Linked DNA regions of Columba livia: region 2 is linked to region 1. The links are chromatin contacts, called in public Hi-C maps. All regions are on one chromosome and are shown on one strand. The core of a region is the stretch at or near the end of the contact, and the rest is flanking DNA. Distances in the headings are between cores, read along the strand shown. Region 1 holds the start of LOC135575447 (protocadherin alpha-2-like). Region 2 holds the start of LOC102083730 (protocadherin beta-16-like).

Region 1 (2,753 bases), core at 126-2,625:
CGGGGGCGAACGGTCGTGTGCGCTGCGCGGTGTGGCCGGCGGCGCCGTTCGGGCTGGTGTCGACGTTCGCGGGGTCGTACTCGCTGGTGCTGCGGGAGGCGCTGGACCGGGAGCGGGTGTCGGAGTACGAGGTGGAGGTGTGGGCGGAGGACGGCGGGTCGCCGTCGCTGCGCGGCCGTCGCGGGGTGCGGGTGCCGGTGTCGGACGTGAACGACAACGCGCCGGCGTTCGCGCAGGCCGTGTACACGGTGCTGGCGCGGGAGAACAACGCGGCGGGCGCGGAGCTGGCGCGTCTGTGGGCGCGGGACCCGGATGAGGCGGACAACGGGCGCGTGCGGTACTCGGTGTGGGAGGGCGGCGTGGGCGGTGTCGCGTCGGCGGGCGGGGGGTGGCGTCCGGCGTCGAGCTACGTGTCGGTGGACGCGGAGAGCGGGCGTCTGTGGGCGCTGCAGCCGTTGGACTACGAGGAGGTGCAGGTGCTGCAGTTCGAGGTGCGGGCGGTGGACGCGGGGGAGCCGCCGCTGTGCGGCAACGCCACGGTGCAGCTGTTCGTGGTGGATGAGAATGACAACGCACCGGCGCTGCTGCCGGCTGGAAGCGGCGGGCCGGTGCCCGGGGTGTCGGGCGAGTCAGCGTCGGGACCAGACTCGGTCTCGGGGGAGCTGTGGGCGTGGGCATCGTGGGGGGCGCCGGCGGGGCAGGTGGTGGCGAAGATCCGCGCGGTGGACGCGGACTCGGGCTACAACGCGTGGCTGCGCTACGAGCTGTGGGAGCCGCGGGGGAAGGGCCCGTTCCGCGTGGGGCTGTACAGCGGCGAGGTGAGCACGGCGCGGGCGCTGGAGGAGGCGGACGGCCCGCGGCAGAGGCTGGTGATCGTGGTGCGGGACCACGGGGAGCCGGCGCGCTCGGCCACGGCCACGCTGAGCGTGTCGCTGGTGGAGGGCACCGAGGCGGCGCTGGCGGCCGCGGGCTCGTCGTCGTCATCAGGGGCGGTGCTTCGTGCGGGACTGCGTCCGGCGGAGGGTGGCGCGGCAGCGACAGGAGCGGCGGCGTCGACGAACGTGTGGCTGGTGGTGGCCATCTGCGCGGTGTCGAGCCTGTTCCTGCTGGCGGTGGTGCTGTACGGGGCGTCGCGGTGGGCGCCGCGGGCGGGCGTGCTGTCGGGGCCCGGGCCGGCGACGCTGGTGTGCGCCAGCGAAGTGGGGAGCTGGTCGTACTCGCAGCGCCAGAGCCGGAGCCTGTGCGTGGCGGACGGCGCGGGCAAGAGCGACCTGATGGTTTTCAGCCCCAACTTTCCGCCGCCGCCCGGCCCCGCGGCGAAGGAGACGCAGCCGGAGCCTCCCGCTCTCCTGGACACGGTCAGTGGCTCTCTCTCTTCAACTGTTGCCCCTTCCCCGACATCTCTTCCCCGCTCTCCCCACCTGTGTATTATCTCTCCCGGTCCCTGGGCATTGGTGGGAGTCGGGCTGAGCTCCTGGTATCCGTTGGCGCTTGGCGGTGCTTAAGAATGTGAACGGGACCTTTGCTTCATTCTTGGCGTCCTTGCCGGGACCTCTTGACTCTTGCTGTGGAGGAGAACTAAAGAAAGGTGTTGCCGCATCTAGCAGCAGTTACATTCTGCAACGTTTGGTCGTCGAAAAAGATCACTGCGGATTGCGATTAGAGGTTCCACGCTATGAGCTTTCGAGAGGCTCTTTGCTTGCTGGTGTGTAGCATCTCCACCGGAGCTGCTGACAGAGTGCAAGTCACTCAGTCTGTCGTGGTGACAGTCCTTCAGGCACTATTTACAGCTTTATCACTCTTGCTGACTACGCAGACAAGAGGGACTTTTCTTGTTTTCTGTTAGCCACTGTTGTTACAGTAGTTAGAAGCATAAAGTGCTGAGGCAGAGGAACAAAACCCAAGGTAGATATTAGGAAGTGGCATTTGCTTTTTCTTTCTTCTTCGTTTTTCCTTCCCTTTTCTCTGCACATTTTGTGAGCTTTGTGTTCCTGGCTGGACAGGTGGTGTGATGGGCTGTGGTCTTTTTTGATGCCGTTTGAATATTTGTATCAGCAACCATACTCTTACAAATCCTGGGAGTTTCTCATTTCAGCAACAAAAAACCCAATCAAATTCACCCTGCACAGTAGATATCAGTTGCTGCGTTGATGTTCTCATCAGCATTTGAGTTGTTCTCTCACATCATGAATTCAAAGCTCATTGCCATTAGAGGTGTAAAGAGAAAAAAATGTCCATTTTGGTTCTCTCAGCAGAGTCATGAAGGAAGTAGGGAAGAAGCTTTGTTCTGTGGTGTTTTTTCCAACTATGTTGTTACTCTTCTTATTAGCACAAAGTGTTCAGGTAGAAGAGTGTGGCCCATGGTAAGTGTTAGAAAAAGGGAATTTTTGTTCTGTTCACCCTATCCCCTAAGTTGTGGATTTATGTTCCTGACCAGGGAAGTAGCGTGAAGTACATTGGCCTGTTTTGGCGTTTGTTCAATATTTGTATCAATGGCCACACCATTTGAAAAGCTCAGAAAATCTTTTCTGAAAAGATAGACAAAGCAACAACAGAAAATCCAGTACTGAAGATCTACACCTCCCCAAAAATCCCAGATCAGATTGTCCTACACAGTTCGTGTAATCTATTATCATTCTGTGCTTCTCAACGTTTGGATTATTCTCTCACTGCATGAAATCAATGCCCATTGCTATTTAGAGCTATCCTGACATCACCTTTGGAAAGAGTATTGCTCCCAAGTCTGCTACATT
Region 2 (2,753 bases), core at 178-2,677, 220 kb after region 1:
CCACAAATAGGAACATGTAACAGTGCTATAACAGAGAGCCAGAAGATTGGGAACGATTCTCCCGGTTTTCCTCACGTTTGCACCCAAGCGAGAGCTGAGTTCCGCTGGAGAACTGGGAATCCAGGCGCTGATGGTGGAGGAGAGAGAAGTAATCCGTTCTGGCAGCTGGCTGGGAACCACAGGGACTGAGGGAAGCGTCTGTGCTTTTGATATGCAGGCAACTCCTCCTCCCAAGCCATGTCTTCCTCAGGGCTTGCTGTGGATGGATGGGCAGTGACTCCAAGGGTGGGGAAGAAACCTTTATCCAGGGAGGGGGGAACAAAACCCGGCGTGGACACTCTGAGTTTTCACTCGGTGGATCCGAATTCCCAGCTGGAAGACCAAGAAGTGGATTTTGGAAACGGAAATTGCTCAGGCTACAGAAATCTGGGCAGAATCTTGTTTTTTGAAACTCGGGGACACACCAGAAACTGAGCAGAGTATGTTGCTGTAGCTCTTTTCTAGCATTAAGATGTCAATCTCAATGAAGAGAACCGGTTTTCAGTCATTTTAATCTACCTTCTTAGGATAAAGACATCATCACTAAATAAAAAACGAGGAAGCCTCCAAAATCACTGTGTGCTCAAGGAAATAAGTGAATTCCCTGACACATTTATGCAAATTACATTCTTATTACGGCTATAGTTCCTTAGTCTGTCTTAAAACATAGTGTGCCTTCATCTGGCAGTATGTATCTTATTTTTTCTGTTCATATACGTCCATTTTAGTGGTGTGATCCGACAGAAAACACCAGCATTAGCTATCCAGTGGTACACGGTAAGTGACTTTCTTTATTTTCATTTCTCTAAAATCCGGAAGGGTAGGAGTTTCACTCTAAGAGCAGCGTCTTCTGATGTGCGAAGCTACTATGACAGCCAAGCGCTCCGTTAAGGATCACTGTTCCTCTTACACCTTTTCACATCTGAAGCTGAAGGATACCACTTCCCTTCTGAAATAAAGGAAGCAACAATTACCGAGTTACTGCAGTCAAGGTGGGAAGTGACTTTGGAAGCTCTTCTCAGCTTGTGGCTGTTCCCTGCTGAGCAGTGGTGTTAAAGATTAGGTTATGGAGAAGCAAATCCTCCTTCCTCTCTCGGAGATGGCAAGAGCTGAGCAGGAGCACTGGGAGGAGAACATAACAAATGCCATCCAGGTGTCACTAATTTCTGCATGGCACAAATGAGGAGAGAAGCCACGTTCTCAACACATCTACTGCTGTACTTGGCCTATGGTTGGCTTTACACCAAGCTTCTGTGTTGGCAATAATGACAACAACTCGAAAGAGGGACACGTCCCTGGAAGTGAAAAAAGGAAGAAAGAGCTGACTTGGCCTTTGATGTAAGTTGGCCTTTTTGATTCTATCACACTTCCAAGTCAAAGGGTCGTAAGAAGATATTACCATAAATGGCTGCATCTGTGCAAAGTCCTCTAGTAGGTAAAATTCTGGGGAATCCTAAAGTCAACCCTATTTATTACATTCTCCTACTGATACGGTCAGAAAGTTCTTTATTTTAAAACAAACGCAGGCATCAGCGAATTTCTAGTACTTCACCTGGTTAGTATTGTTCCACAGTGTCAGCTCTTTTAGCAAACAAAAATAAGGGGGAAACATCCAGGAAATTAAAGGAAAGGTGTCAAAACATGGAGGTTAGGATACTTTCTGTATTAAAAAATAGTGTGGTTTCTTTTATAGTAAAAGCTGAATTACAATTGCTTGAACCAACAGTAAGTAGTGGAAGCGTATTTTGACTTGCCCCTTTTACCGAGTTTGCTCCTGCCTCTAATCATCCCTTAATAAGATTTGCATATTCCTAGAACCCCCTTCAAACATCTCGTTATCAGTTTGCTCTTTTTGCGTCTTTTTGTGAATCAATTATGTTTTCCTCCCCTTATCGTTTACAAAGCTTCTGGTTGAAACTCTTGGACTTTACACTTGAATCGTTCCTTTAATCACCCGTCGATCGGTGTCGTTAGATCCCTGGTCTTTGAAATCGTCTCCATTATCTCCTGCTCATTAACATCCGTGTATCTGGGGGTTTAACTTACGAGGTGTCCTGTTTGTTTCCTTGTCTTTTGTATTTAACAGCTATTGGCCGTATATCCATACACAGGTAGTGGAGTTCGGTTTTGACCTCTAAGCACAGGGACCTTTAAAGTGTTTCTGAACCCGTGTGGTAACATCAGAGGAGAAAGGACCTCCAAAACCTCAATACAGGTTGCAGCATTTCGATGTTCGTGTACATGTTTTGCGAACGTTTATACCTTATAATGGGTGCAAGGGTCAGCAGGCGGCAGGGGAAGATACTCGTGTCAGTTAAGGAGAAAAACTCTTTTCATACAGACAAGCATTCAAGTTGTTTGTCCTTTGAGGGAGGTGTGATACATAATGTGAAGAAAACAGCATTAGGATGATGTGTCCTAGAACAGCGTTGTGATCTAGGGTGATGGTGACCTAGATGAAGATGAAGCATTTGATTTCGGGAACTTTCCCTGGCATCAGCTCTCATACTCAATAGCGGTGCTTCTCTAACCCGTCCCGCTTGCTCACTCTCCTTAACAAGTGGGGAAGAGAAGGAAAATCCCGCCATGGATCCTGTGGAAGTGGCAGATCTTGCACTGCCTTCACAACACAGAGGAAAATCAGGAGCTGGGTATGGAGAGCTGGACAATGACACCCAGAGCAGCGCTTTGTATGCGGGGAGGGACCCTGCTTC

The links. Hi-C and Micro-C count contacts between places; a contact is called where the count stands out from the background.
Region 2: a Hi-C map of crop shows a contact between it and region 1, with 2.1 times the contacts expected there. The contact joins the promoter of LOC102083730 here to the promoter of LOC135575447 in region 1. A contact is called at or near these places in 2 of 2 Hi-C or Micro-C datasets (crop and liver).

What each region holds. Positions count from the first base shown.
Region 1 is chr14:17,460,258-17,463,010 of bColLiv1.pat.W.v2, forward strand. LOC135575447 (protocadherin alpha-2-like) reads left to right here and starts at 1,376. Exons shown (of 1, transcript XM_065030248.1): 1 at 1,376-2,753. It overlaps LOC102096854 (protocadherin alpha-6-like), which reads left to right. Exons shown (of 1, transcript XM_065030074.1): 1 at 1-1,505. The coding sequence ends at 1,505.
Region 2 is chr14:17,685,031-17,687,783 of bColLiv1.pat.W.v2, forward strand. LOC102083730 (protocadherin beta-16-like) reads left to right here and starts at 1,428. Exons shown (of 2, transcript XM_065030252.1): 1 at 1,428-2,753.